Regions from separate parts of the Oryctolagus cuniculus genome. Here region 1 is linked to region 2. Evidence: chromatin contacts called from public Hi-C data. All regions are on one chromosome and are shown on one strand. The core of a region is the stretch at or near the end of the contact, and the rest is flanking DNA. Distances in the headings are between cores, read along the strand shown.

Region 1 (6,819 bases), core at 3,369-5,868, 36 kb after region 2:
AACCTCTTTGCTTTCAAATGCTGAGTCCACCCCCTTCACAGTGGTGGGACACTGGGAAAGTTACCTAAACCTAGACATCACCCTGACTCTCACATTCCATGGGAATAATTCCAGGATCTTCTCTATTAAGTTTTCACCAGAATTAAAGAAGATAATCCATTGTAAATGCGCTGAAGATCTGTTCTTCTTTATCATCATTTTAAAAAGCAAAGACTGTGTTGGCGTTAATGCTAAATAATGGTGAAAAGCTGCATTAGTTCTTTGCAAAAAGATAAAACAACAATTTTTCAGAAAGACTAAGAAGCATTTGCTAAATGAAAAGCAACTTTTTCCCCCTTTGCTTCTCCTCTTCCTGGAGCATACTACCAGTGATCACAGGCCACCTGGGACACAGAGGGAGTGATGGAGGAAAACATTGAAAGTGGAGCTGCTTCAGTCATGTGAGCAAGTGCTGGCTGCCTTTAGGTTTTCCAGGACCCTTGTCTGGCCCTGGGTGGATTTTCAGTTATTTAAATTTTCCTACATAGCCTGTGCACTTTAGAATCATTACATTTATCCTCACGTGAGGTATTTCAAGAAACTACATGGGGGAGTTTGGGATAAAACACAGGTATAATAAATATTTATGGGAATGAAGACTTTTTCCTTGGCAAGGAGCAAGATTTGCAACTTGGTTTAATCAGAATTTCTCATCATAAAAGAAGGAGGGGTTATGTTTGATTTATTAGACTTTATGAATAAAATTGGACACTGACGGAAAACATCTAAGAGAGGCCAGGTCGGGCTTTGTGGTAACACCACATTTTCCCCCTTACTATTGAGATATATTTTCAGTTACAGACGTAATTAAAGGATGTGCACAGAATCTCCCAAGGCACAGTAGTCATGAGAAGAGATGGGCCACGGAACTCAAGCAACATCTGGCCGGTGAGTCAGAAGTAGACGGCCATGGGAAGCCAAAGGCATGACGCCAACACAAGGGTGTCGTGCAAATATGTCATCAATAATGGCAATATTGGAAGATATTCCTAGAAGAGCCACGGGGAGAGAGAACTGCTCTAGATTTATAGTTCTTCCTTGGAACAGAAAGCTTTCTTACGTGGAAAAAATATTACAGAGCTATGTGAAGCCCAAGATATAAATCCCCGACCACTGGCCTTTCTGTCTCGGCTGGTTCCCAAAAGGAGACGTTTGTTTGGTGCATATTCTAGGCATTTCTGTCAAGCGTTCTCTCGTCAGTTTGTCTCTTCTCCATCTGTGCATCTATCCCTATATCTATCTGTATTTCAAAAAAGGCAGGAAATGCTTTTTTCTGAACATCAGGAACAATTTTGGGGAGATAAGGGTGTATGTGTAAGACACCAGCCTTAGTCACTAACACTTAAGAGAGATTTCACATCGTCTGGGAAAATCTTAAGACCTTCGGCACAGGTAGTGAGCATTTTACAGTTTACACGGCACTTCCTCATTTGGATCTTACGGCAATCCTTCAGGCAGGCTAGGTAAGGACGACTATTCTCGTTTACAAACGGAGAAACCGACGCCTGCAACTGTGAAAAGCTCCTTCAAGGTCACTCCAAGTCCTTGTTCCCACGGTACCAAGACCCTGACAGTGGGAAGGTTGGTGGGGCCACTCTCACTTGATCGTGGTTACTTGAAATGGAAATTCTTTGCACACTTGTACAATCTTAAGCTTGTGAAAGTAGACAGAAGAGTAAAACTCAACTCCCACATTTACTAACCTTTTTTGCCAATCTCCACGTCTACTTGTTCATATCCGCAGTCCAACAAGCTGGTGGTGATGTAACCAAATTTGGGGCTCCCAGCGTGTAATTACTGCAGCCTGCTCTGGATCTGAACAATGTATATTCTGTGTGCCCACGTCCCCAGGAGTAGCTGGAGACAGAGAAATCTCTGTGACTAAATTAGATTTGCCGGGGTGAAGTTGCTGCGGTGACCCCCCTTCCATATCCCAACTCCAGGGCTTCGTGCACAGTAGGTGCTTAGGAGCGCTGTGGAAGGAAGGAGTCTTATCTGAGTGTAGCTCTCAGCAGCCTGCAGGGGTCGGTGGGCAGTACTAGGAGGTCTCTGCATAAGGGTTTTTAGAGTGCACCTGCTTACCTGTGTTCACCAGCTGCTGGCTCCCAGTCCAAGCACCTTCCACGCAGGAACTCAATTAATCTCTGCAAAAACTCTGCTCTGATGTTTCCTGCGCTCCATGGACAGGTACCCAGGAAGTTGGTCAAAAATCACACAGTGGATATGGTGGACCTGGGAGTCCAGCCCGTGCGGAATGGCTCCAGAATTTGTGCATTTACCCATCCCTCTGTTGCTTCTCCATGGACGGGGGGTGGTGAACAGCATCTATGGGGGTGCTGAACACACTCGCCAGGGCACTTCGCCAGGGAGTGGCCACATCTGTACTGCGGGAGTGACCTAGAAATCACTCCCTTGCAGTGCCAGATAAGGGGAGGGCCCTGCACTCAGAAGAGACTTTGAAAGAAAAATCGTCTCGGCCGTTTTTCATGAACACCAGTCTGAGCGCTGTGTGGGAGGGAAGGCGGTAGACGCTGCCAAACTCTGGTCCTGCGGCATCAAAGCTGCATCATTTCCTCTGAGGCTTCTACAGGGGCTATTACTGTTAGGGTCTGCAGGTTCTGGTTTGCATTTGGAGGAGACACTATCTGCCTAAGTGAGGCATGTGTCATGAATTGTAAATAAGGCTGGGGGAGAGGTGGGGAGGAAGGAAAACCACCCCCTTCCAAGCCAGGTCCATCCTCCTCCCCTTTGTCCAGCTCTGGCGGAGCCCACCCTGTTTTTCTGGCTGAGTTGACCAGCAGGAAGAGCCAAATTTCTTTAGGAAGACCCCCCTCCCAAACAGATGCCCCGTAGATGAAATATTAATCTGTGCATACAGCAAGACCCCGCGCCACACCAAGAAGAACCAGATGGAGCTTAAAGTGTTGTGCGGTGGAATGATCTCCAAGGTGCATTTCGAAGTGAAAAAAAAAAAAAAAAAAAAAAGTCAGGGCTTGAAACATTTCTCCCAAGCTACCCTATGTGGAAGGACAGGGAACAAAACTACACCCACGCGTGTGCAGAATGAACTTGGAGAAACGGAAATTTCAACCTGCTTGTTTTTGCAGAGAAAGGTCTTTTCACCTCTCCCTATGTTTCCAAAACAACCTTAACCATATGCATACATTATACTTCAGAGAGCGTTAGCCTATTTCAAGTGTCAACCTTGAAACTCAGAAGCATCCACACAGTAAATATTTTTCAATCGAGGGGGAAAAGCAGCACTACTTTGCATTAATTGTGTGCAATCAGCCTCGGTGGGTTTAGGCATAGAAAGGGTCACTTTGCTTCCTCCTTTCGCTGAAGGACGTTCACACATTGTCATTTTTAAAGCACCTGCCTGCACCTGGGAAGTCCACATTTCACGAAGGTAGGAGACACCTGGCGCCACCCTCCAGGTGTGCGCAGAAGCGCGGAGAACGCCAGACGCAAGGTGCGTATTCAGAAGCGCACGGAGGCCCAAGCGCGCGCGGACAGCCTCGAGGCTTGGCCTCGGCTTCGGGGCTGCCCCGGTGAAGCCCGCCGGAGGCCCGAGCCGCCCGGGCTGCAAGCTCTGCTCTGGGCAGGGAGCTGGCCCAGGGCCCGCGGGGGGCTCCCGCTCCGGAGCGGCGCTTCCCCGTGGAACGAGCACTGGGTTCCTCGCGTTCCCGGACTCCCGCTGTAGGTTTCTAGGGCAGAGGCAAGCAGACATCTCCAACGCGAACGCCTTTCTGGGGGCTGCGCAGGTAACTGCAGGCAACCCGAGACCTCCGGGTAAAAGATGCAATGGCCGGGCCGTCGCGAACTGCGCAAGTGGGCGTTCTGCTTAAAGGCATCCAAGTTCGGATTTAAAACTTCAGCTGCGGGCTCTAAAGCGGGCAGAACGGGCACTCGGACAGAAAACCCCAAGGCCACCGGCGGGAGCCCCGCCACTCGCTCCCGAACTCCGGATCAGCTCCGACAGCTCGGACGCGCCTAGCGAGGGCGCCGTGTGGCTCCTGCGCTCCGGGCGACGCTCCCCAACCTCGGAGGCCAGCACCGACTGAGCCTCGGAGTGGCCCACAGCCGCTGCGCGCCGCGTCTCCGTGCAGCTGAAACCGACCTGTTGCGCAGGGACGTTCTCCCCGCCCCGGCCACGCGCGGCGGGGCAGGCGCGGGGAGCCCCGGATCCCCGCCCAGGACCAGGGCAGGGGGTGGAGCCGGCTGCACAGGGAGCCCCGCCCCGCCCCGCCCCGGCCCCGCCCCCACACTCTAAGTTTCGGGTCCGGCTCCCACCCAGCGCTGAGTGTCCGGACCGCGCGAGCTCAGGTTCAGTGCCTACGCCGCGTCTCCAGCGCCCGCGCGGGCCATCCCTTGGGCGCTCCACAGAAAGCCCTGAGCCAGTCCCGCAGCCAGGATTTCCTCGCCTGCCCGCACCCGCAGTGCCCTTGCCCTGCGCGCTCCGGGGTCCCGCGCTCCGAGGCGGCCCGCGCCCCTCGGGGCACCCTCTCCGCGGGGCTAGGCGCCGGGAGCCAGAGGCGGCGCGCGAGTTCAGGGCACCGCGCCCTGCGCAAGGTGCGGGATGGCGAGCAGGGCGCTGCTGGCCGTCGCTCTGTGGCTCTGCGTGGAGACCCGGGCCGCCTCTGTGGGTAAGGAGCCCACTCCCTCGGAGCCAGGTGGAGAGGTCGGGGCGGGCGGAGAGATGGGGATGCCCAGGAGGCCCGAGCCAACTCGCAGGCTGGAACTCGGCACCTGGGCGCCTTGCTGTTATCAACCGGGAAGCCGAGGCTGAGACGCCGGCCCGCGTGCGCGCCGCAAGTGGTCCCTGGAGCTCTCGCCCCGGTCTTTTCCCACGCCGCTGCTCTCGGACCGCCGCCTTCTCTGGAGGGTGTGCCGCTCACACCTTCGGACGCCGGGGAGGCGGCAGTGGGCAGCCTGCAAGGCGCGGTCGGACTGCGCTGGCCACTCCCGCCCCGGCGCGCACCATGCGTCCGGCTGCGCCTCTGCGGGACTCCAGCCGGCCCTGGCGCGCGGTTCCCCTGCGGCTCGAACGCTAGTGCGCTCCCAGTCGTTGTAGGAGCTGGGCTCCGAGGGCAGGAAACTTGATTTCTTTCTTTGGTGCCGGACGCCGCTCTCCTCGCAGAGAGAAGAAGGGGACCTCGGAGCTGAACCCCGGGGCGGTGACGGCTTCCCCAAGGGTCTCTTAGTAACAGCTTCCCTTGTAGAGCAAGTTGACATTTCTCAAAGGGCTGGAGGGTTTGGGATTAGCACACAGAAGTTCAAGTTCGGAAACCTTGCTCTGCGGGGCTTGGTGCCAGTGTCACTGGCCACTCTCCTTGCCACCTAAACTCCTGCCTCTTTCAAGATGGGAATCACACATCTGTTTGATGTGGTCGCTGTCCCCTCTCTCTCCCCAACTCCTCCCCCTTTCCTCCTCACCCCTCCTCTGCGCAGCGCGCTGCACTCTGTACTGCAGTCCCAGCCTCTGACTCTCAGATCTCCACCCTCTGGAGGGTGAGAAAGGAGGAGGATCAGAGAAAGGAACAAAAGTCAAACAAAGCCAGGAAAAAGTTCCTTACACTTGGTTGGAAACAATGGCTCCCATGCCTTCAAAGTCGCTGGCACTCCTTCGCAGTCCCAAGAGCCTTTGTCTGCCTTCATAGAATTTTCTTGATAATGACTCGGCTCATCAGGGTCAGCTCCACCATGGACACTCTTCCCCCAACCCCGGTTCTGGGAGGGGAACGGGAGCCTGAGACATGTGGCTGCTCTGTATCCCATAAAGAAGCGGGTTGCCTGTAAGCCTGGGGTGCCTCCTAGATGATCAGGTTGCCCTTGTACAATGTGCGGCTACCCTTTGGGAGCGGGTGACTTGCTTAATTGGATTGGGCTGTAATTGGTGCCATCAAATTCTAGAGACAGAAGAACTGTTGGTTTGCTTCCCTGGCCTTGAGCTGGAAGGGTAACAGTGCACAAATTAATTAACGTTGGTTATGGGATTTGAACGTAGAAGGGCTTTTTATTGAGTGCTGGCACGTGCACCTGTTAACAGTTATTTTCTTATACCTTCCTAAAGAGTAAGAACTCAACCTTGCCCGTGACAATGAATGAAGCTTAGTGGGGAAAAACCAAAAAATTGAGCACCGGCCTGCAGAGATGAAGTTGATGTTAGCACAGCCTTGTGGAATGGATTCTCATTGCAGACAGGACTCAAATACGCTGGTGTTTTCTTGGCTTCCTGTGAATAGAAGGCATAGCTTAAAATTTTTTTTGCATAGCTAATTTGCATAGCTAGAATGTGAGTGGATCTGTAGTAATGGCTTTTGGGAGACTTTCAAGAGTTCATAGCTTGGTGCTGGGGGTGAGCATAGCTTATTGAGAGCCTACTCGTTTTACTGCTTTTTTTTTTTTTTTTTTTTTTTTTGGTCTCACACCAATGTGCCCAATTAACAGGTGTCTTCCTACTCAGACTTGTGTGCGAGTTGTAGTAAGTTACTGCCTTGAGTGTGTTTCTCAACCTAGGGTTTCCCACAGGCTTGAAAGCTGTGTCCATTTATTTGAATTGTGTTCATTTTTTCCTGTCTCAGACAAAGGGAAGGCTTCTCTCCTGCTGTGGGTATGCTGTCTTCATATGGAAAAGTGTCCTGCGAATGAATTCAACATGGCTGACTGCCAAGACCTGCCACTGTCCCAGGGCGAGCCCTCTGTGCTAGAGGCACCTGAAATGCTTGTTCACATGCGAATTTGTGGATCTGGGGGACACAGCCTAAAGTTTCAGACGCA
Region 2 (6,736 bases), core at 3,308-5,807:
GGGGGATGGGGCGGTTTACATTTCACGTGCACCTGCTACACATAAACTGATGGCGGTGTCAGGCAATGCTCTCCGTGTGCTGGGGTGTGGAGTGTGACCCACCATGGGAAGGCAGGTGCAGAGTTTCCCAGGATCCATAGTCTTGCTGCTCCTGCTGCCTTCTCTTCAGACATCCTGTTTCTTGTTGTTATTGGTCAGGAGGGGAGGAGGGCAGATAAGGAGGTTGAGCATCCCTGACTCGGAAATCCAAAGTCTGAAACGCTCCCAAATCCAACGTTTCTGAGAACTGCCACGGTGCCACGAGCGAGAACTCCACACGGGGCCGCGTGGGGCAGGCCGCAGCCCAAGCGCAGGTGCACACGTGGCCTATTCAGCAACCCCGAGGGACAACGGACCTCCCCTGTTCATCTAGCCGTCGCCTACAAGTCTTGTTTCCTGCACAAAGTTATTTAAAATGTTGTGTAAAATTGCCATCAGCTGATGTGTATAAGGCACATATGAAACATAAGCAAAATGTGTGTTTAAGCTTGAGTCCCATCCCCAACATAGCTCGTCATGCAAATACCCTAAAATCTCCAGAAAAAGTCCCAAACCTGAAACGCACCAGGCCCCCTGCATTCCAGATAGGGCATCCTCAGCCTGAACCATCCTCAGGAGCTTTTTCCTAAGTGACCAACTGTTGCAGGCATTGTGCCTCACATATGCAATCCTTACATTTTCACAGGCATTGTTGCTGGTCCCATTTTATGGATGAGGAAAGTGAGGCAAACCAAGGTCAAGCAACTTGCCCAAGGTGACGGGGAGCTTTCAGATGCCGCCGCCTGCTTCCCATCTATTTGATCCATCCCTAATCACAACCCAAAAGCGTGAGTTTGGAAATGACCTCCTTTCTAACGATGGTTTCTGATGAGTTGAAGCCAGCCACATGTTGAAAACACACTCATTTCTCTTCCTGATCCTAACCAGAGGGAGGCTTCGCAAGCTGGCCCTGTGCGTTCTCTGCCTTCCTGGCGGAGGTGGGTGGCACCAGGACGCCTGCCTGCGTGGGTGGGGTGGGAAGAGGGGAGGGTGTGGAGGGTGACACCTACTCAGACCTCAAGTGCACACAGCACTCCCCCACGGGGAAACACAATGCCTTCTGCCCCAGACAATGGCCTTGAAAACCGCTATTGTTCAGAGGTGGGATTTTCTAAATTCCTTGATTTCCCCCTAAATACACAAAGGAAAAGGCCTTGCTTTCCTAAGGGGCTGAGAAAGCCTGGTTACGGGCTCAGCGCTCTGCCATGCAACCGGGTAGTAGACGGATATCCCACCCCTTCCAGCCCGGCGCAGGGGCCTGGCCCCCTCCGGGGTGGGGCTTCTCAGGGGGGATTTATGAGGGCTCTTCAAAAAGTGTGTGGAAAAATGGAATTAAAAGATAGAGTTATTATGGTGGAAACACTTTTGAAATCCAGGCATAGCTTTTTCCTAAGAAGAATTTTCCATGAACTGTTTTTCAAATTTATTTACTTGTTTGAGTGGGAGAGAGAGAGAGAGAGAGAGAGGAGATTCAGTTCACAAATGCCTGCCATGGCTGGGGCTGGGCTGGGCTGGGCTGGAGCCAGAAGCTGAGAACTCAACCCAGTTTGCCACATGGGTGCAGAAACCCCCGCGATCCATCGCTTGCTGCTTCACGGGTCTGCATTAGCAGGAAGCTGGAGTTAGGAGCTGAGCAGGGACTTGAACCCCGGTGCTGCAGGTGTCTTAACCAGGTTCTTAACCACCCAGCTGAGTGCCCACCACTACAGGAACTCCTTGTACGCATGGGTTTCAAAGATTTTTTTTTTTTTGCACAAACTCCTCTCTTAATTCACTGTTCCATGAACTTTGTGAAGCTCCCATGTAGGTCAGAACCAGCGAGAGGCGTATCAGGGAGTGAGAGGGCTGGGACTTGCCCCTGCCTCTTGGGTACAGAGGCCCTCAGTGCACTTGGGTTAGCCTTGGTCACCTGCTGACTGAGGACTGGGGATGGCGGTGGCAGGCGTCTGCTGGAGTCTGTCCTGAGGGGCCGGGGAGTGGCAGGGTCTGGATCACAGTGTGGCCACAGAAGGAGTGCGTGGAGCGAGAGCGCCTTGCCCTCTCCCCTCCCCCGGCCTTCTTGTGTGTGGACTGGGGGCCTATGCCAGCCGGGCGATTGAGACTGGGTCTCTGTAAGACCCCTGAGGTTGGGAAGCTGAGTGAGGGGTGACTGTAGGGGTTCAAACTGCAGGTACCCGGGTGAAGGCAGTGTGGACTCTCTGGGGGCCGCTTTCCAATGCTGAGGGGAGGGGCAGCCACTCTGCTTCCGCTGCATACCCAGGCCTCACGCAGACACAGCCAGCCCAGGACTGGCTGAAAAACAGACCAAATGTTATCCGGACGAGCACTGTCCAATCGGATGTTCCGTGAAGACGGTGAACGTTCTGAAAACCCAGTATGGCGGCCACCAGTCACTGGTGCCTGTTAAATGCTCAAAATGCAGCTGCTGTGGGGAGAAACTACCTTTTTTCTGTTTTCCTCCAGTTTTAGCCATTATGTTTTATTGTAAGAAAGAATTTGAAATGTTAGACAGTATCGCTATTAATCCTCAAATGTTAACAAGTTACTTGCGTATTGTCTTTGGGTCTTTATTCTCTTGAATATCCATTTTTACCTTTTTAAAATCAGAGAATACACACGAGATAAAAGTCCATGTTTAGGGGCATTGTTTGGCACACTTGGGACACCAGTGTCCCGTATCAGCGTGCGTGGGATGGAGTCCCGGCTGCAGGCCCAATCCAGCTGCCTGCTAATGGGCACCCTGAGAAGCAGCAGGTGCCGGCTCAAGTGCTTGGATCCCTGCCATGCATGTGTGAAACCCGGATGGTGTTCCAGGATCCTGGCTTTGACCTGACTCAGTCCTGGGCATATTGTGGCCATCTGGGGGCTGAATCAGTACATGGGAAATCTCTCTCTCTCTTCTCTGCCTTTCAAATAACACAAATAAATCAAATTTTAAATCAACTTTTAATGAGTTCACTTCCAAGAATTTCCAGGAAGACCACGAAAATGTTTCTGAGTACAGAGCACTGAAAATAAACTGATTTTTTTTCTGAGGGGTCAAAAGCGAAATCGAATAGGACAGATGTGGAGGGGGTCGAATGCAAGCGTTGACTAATGAAGCTTTAAAGTTGAGTAGGTGCAAGTCGCTGCAACCCCTGGGAGTGCATATCCCAGGGAGCAGATCAGGTCTTGGATGGATCAGTTCACGTCCTGGATGGAATGGTATTTTAAAGTAGAAGGGATGGGGAAGAAAAATGGGCTAGTTACACCGCAAATGCGACAGTGGTTGTCAGGGGTCGGGAGAGAAACTTGTGAGTTCTTCTAGGTTATTGCCCCTGAACACGTGCATTGTTGAAAAGTCTGGAAAATACAGATGAGCTGAAAGCAAACGTTAGCAAACACCTCCGGTCCCGCCAGTTCCCTTTGGGTTTTAAAACGAATCCACCTGTTGTGTGTGTGTGTGTGTGTGTGTGTGTGTGTGTCTTTCCAAGGGCGGAATGACAGCATCCCCTTGTCTTATAGTTTGCGATTTTTCCCCTCTGAATTCTACCACAAATAACCCCCAAATGAAAAGTACAAACAATGCTTTGCCAAATATCGCGTTGCTAATCTTGGGCACACAACCACGCGCTGATGCTGATGCTGCGTCCTTCATCCCAGGAACCCCGATTTCTCCTGGGGGGTGCAATGGCCTCTTCCTGCACCCCACCAACCTCCCTGCTCCCTCCCTCCCCCACCCAACCTCACCTTGCCGGAGGCGGGAGGAGGAGGAGGCACACCACTGGCTCCCTGCGGTCCAGCAGGGGTTTCCCAGTGTCCTGCGGGGCACTGGGGTTCTCCGCTTACCTCCACTGCAGATTTAAGAGGTGCAGGGGCCATCGGTCGTTTCCTGTTTAGGGAAGCCTCGTCTTTCCTCACCTGTCTTTCCTGTGCCCTCTTCCTGTCTCTGCCTGCGTGGGCCCCCGCGGTTTCCTGCTCTGGGCCCCCCCATGGAGGCTTCTCTGAGCTCCTAGTGGAGCCGGGATGTCTCTAGGCTTCCCACCACTGGGAGGAATGCGTAGCCCGTTTTTTAGCTACATGTAAGTTACAAAGCCCTGCTTCCATCTGATCCGCCGCCCTGATCCCATTCTCTCGGTGGCAAACCCTTGCTCTAAGGGGCGCCGGCCCCTGAGAGAGGTTCCCTGAGCAGAGCAGGAGGAGCAGGAATGAGTCGGTCCTGGCTGGGAGCTGCCTTCCCAGGGGCTGAATCAGCGCCTCGTGTGGAAGCCAGAGTGCGGCAGAGGTGACCGGAAGCATTGCCGTGTCAAGGACAGTGTTCCAGAGAGCCAGGCTGAGAAGCCACAGGCCCTCGGAGGGGGTCTCGTCCCCCGGAGCCACGGTTGTCACTGGAGACCCAGCCTCTGGTGTCTGGCAGCCAGCACACACGTCCACGTGTGTCATCGCTCACACACGAACCCAGTTGTGCTAGCCTTCGCGGGGGAGGCAGGCAACACCTCTTGCGAGTGCACGCTGATGGCCCAATATTGTGGCTGCGCTCCAAGGCATTTCACACGCTTCCTTCTCTTTCTTTTGTGGCTGCTAGGGAATTGCAAATCGCAATGTGGTGCCCCTTTGTTGCTTGCAGAAGGAAGTATACATATGGACGTGTTTGTGTGCTGGGCACACAGGTGTGTGCAGTGCTGTGATACACACACTGGCTGCATCTTTCCCCACCCACCTGGCAGTGGGTCTTGGAAATCATTTCGCATCACTATATGAAAAGATTTAAAAAATATTTATGCGTGGGATTCTGTTGCATAAAACTCCATGTATAATAATAACCAGGCCTTTGGATCAACCTTTAGGTAATTTTTAGCTCCCCCACCCCCTGTGGACTTTTACAGAGAAAACTGCAATACATGACCTTGTCGAGTTCGCATGCGTGCAGTTGGAAAAGCTGGGTAGAAGACAATTGATTACAAGCTTCGTTTTGACAAATGTGCGTTTGTCTCTGTGGAGGACTTGGAGTTAGCACAACCGTAAGCAACTCTCTTCCCTTCAGTCTCCTAGCTCGGTGTAGCCCGGGCATGGCTGTCTCGGCAGATCTGATCACCCAGTGCCACCGTTGAGTTACACTGCTTGGTCTTATTACTATAGTTAAGGCTTGATAATAACTACTAAGGTTTAAAAATGATTGATGTATTTGAGAGGCAAGGAGACAGAGGCAGAGAGGAAGGGAGAGAGAGAGAGAGAGAGAGAGAGAGAGAACCTGTCTGCTGGTTCACTCCACAGATGCTTGCAATGCCCAGAGCTGGGTCAGGCCAAAGCCAGAGCTGGGAGCTCAGCCCAGGTCTCCTACGTGGGCGGCAGGGACCCAACTCTGATGTGGGAGTATCTTACTGCCAGGCCAACTGCCCCCCCAGCCATAGAACTGTTAATGTAAATGGTAAGTCGTAGCTGCTGAAGCATTTTCACGTGTCTTCTCATTTAATTCTTACAAGGACCCAGTGATAATAAACATTTTACCTGAAGAACAGAGACGAATCTCTCTGGGGGCTGAATGTCTACACAAACTCTTTTCCTTCTCAACACAGTATGGCAGCAGATTTTACAGGTTTTATCATGCCCATTTTACAGATGAAAACACTGAGGTTCAGAATAGTTAAGTGATGCATCAGAAATCACACAGCTGGCACACAAGGGGTTAATGGTGCAATTTTGCAGGTAGACCAGTGTGTTAATTCTGGATCAGCTGTTTTCACTAGCATGAACATGGGTGAGTTCATTAATATGTAATGTGTGCTGATGAATATGTAAAACACAGACTTGAAGTACCGCCCCATAGGGGCGTGTCAAAATCAATCAAGATAATGTATGTGGTAGAACACTGCTTGGCATAAAGCAAGCCTTAAACATGTATGCGTCTGTGTATGCATAGGTGTGTGTGTCTGTGCATGCCTGGTGGTGCATACACATGTAGGTGGCCATAAACACACGTGCGTGACGCGTGTGTGCGTGTAGTGCATGCGTGCGTGTGCGGGCCACAGCTCATTCCCAGGCTGCTGGCTTCCTGAGCTCCCGCTCGCTCATTGTCGCTTCCAGTGACTCAGTATTTCCCGGGGCAGCGAGATTCCACTGTCTGACCCAGTTCTTACCTTTGTGTGAGTGGGGGAAGGGCAGGAGCCCTGCGGGGACGTCCCCAGGACTCCTGGAGCCTACACTTTCCGCCAGGCTTGGGCCGACGGGATGCTCTTGCTCTTTCGACCTGAGCCTCTCTCCCACAGCTGGGCCACTGTGGCTGCTTCTGGCAGTTTCTTTGAGGTCTTGCAGCAAAATGAGCTTAAGTTGCATGGTTATGTGAAATAAAAATAGGGCAACACTCACAACCCAGGGTGGCTATGGATTAGGTCGGGCTAGTCCTAGTGTGTTCAGCTGGCTCCCAGATCAAAAACAAAAATTATAAGTCCCATACTAAACCATGGCTGTGAGATGGTGCGGATCCTCTGTGACTGCAGAATGGGCTTTATTCTGTCCCATTTGGGAAAAGCGACAGGAAGTAGGTGATCAGGAAATGCAGGAACAATGGGCTTTTCCTGGAAGAGCAGCCCGAGGCCGTGACTAAGCGTTCAGACGCGCTGGCCTGGGCAGGCAGGAGCCATGGCGGGAAGGGGGGCCTCGGACAAGGCCATCCGTGGCT

Evidence for each region. Hi-C and Micro-C count contacts between places; a contact is called where the count stands out from the background.
Region 1: a contact with region 2 is called in a Hi-C map of an unstated tissue, with 2.4 times the contacts expected there. The contact joins the promoter of KDR here to the enhancer-like site in region 2. A contact is called at or near these places in 2 of 6 Hi-C or Micro-C datasets (ear pinna and an unstated tissue).

Annotation. Positions count from the first base shown.
Region 1 is chr8:109,271,091-109,277,909 of mOryCun1.1, forward strand. KDR (kinase insert domain receptor) reads left to right here and starts at 4,619. Exons shown (of 30, transcript NM_001195670.2): 1 at 4,619-4,685. The coding sequence starts at 4,619.
Region 2 is chr8:109,235,359-109,242,094 of mOryCun1.1, forward strand. No RefSeq gene overlaps it. Among named protein-coding and RNA genes, the nearest start is that of KDR, 37 kb to the right of the region's middle. Within about 2 kb of position 4,558, at least 2 of the 8 cell types and tissues checked have an H3K27ac peak or open chromatin away from gene starts, as enhancers often do.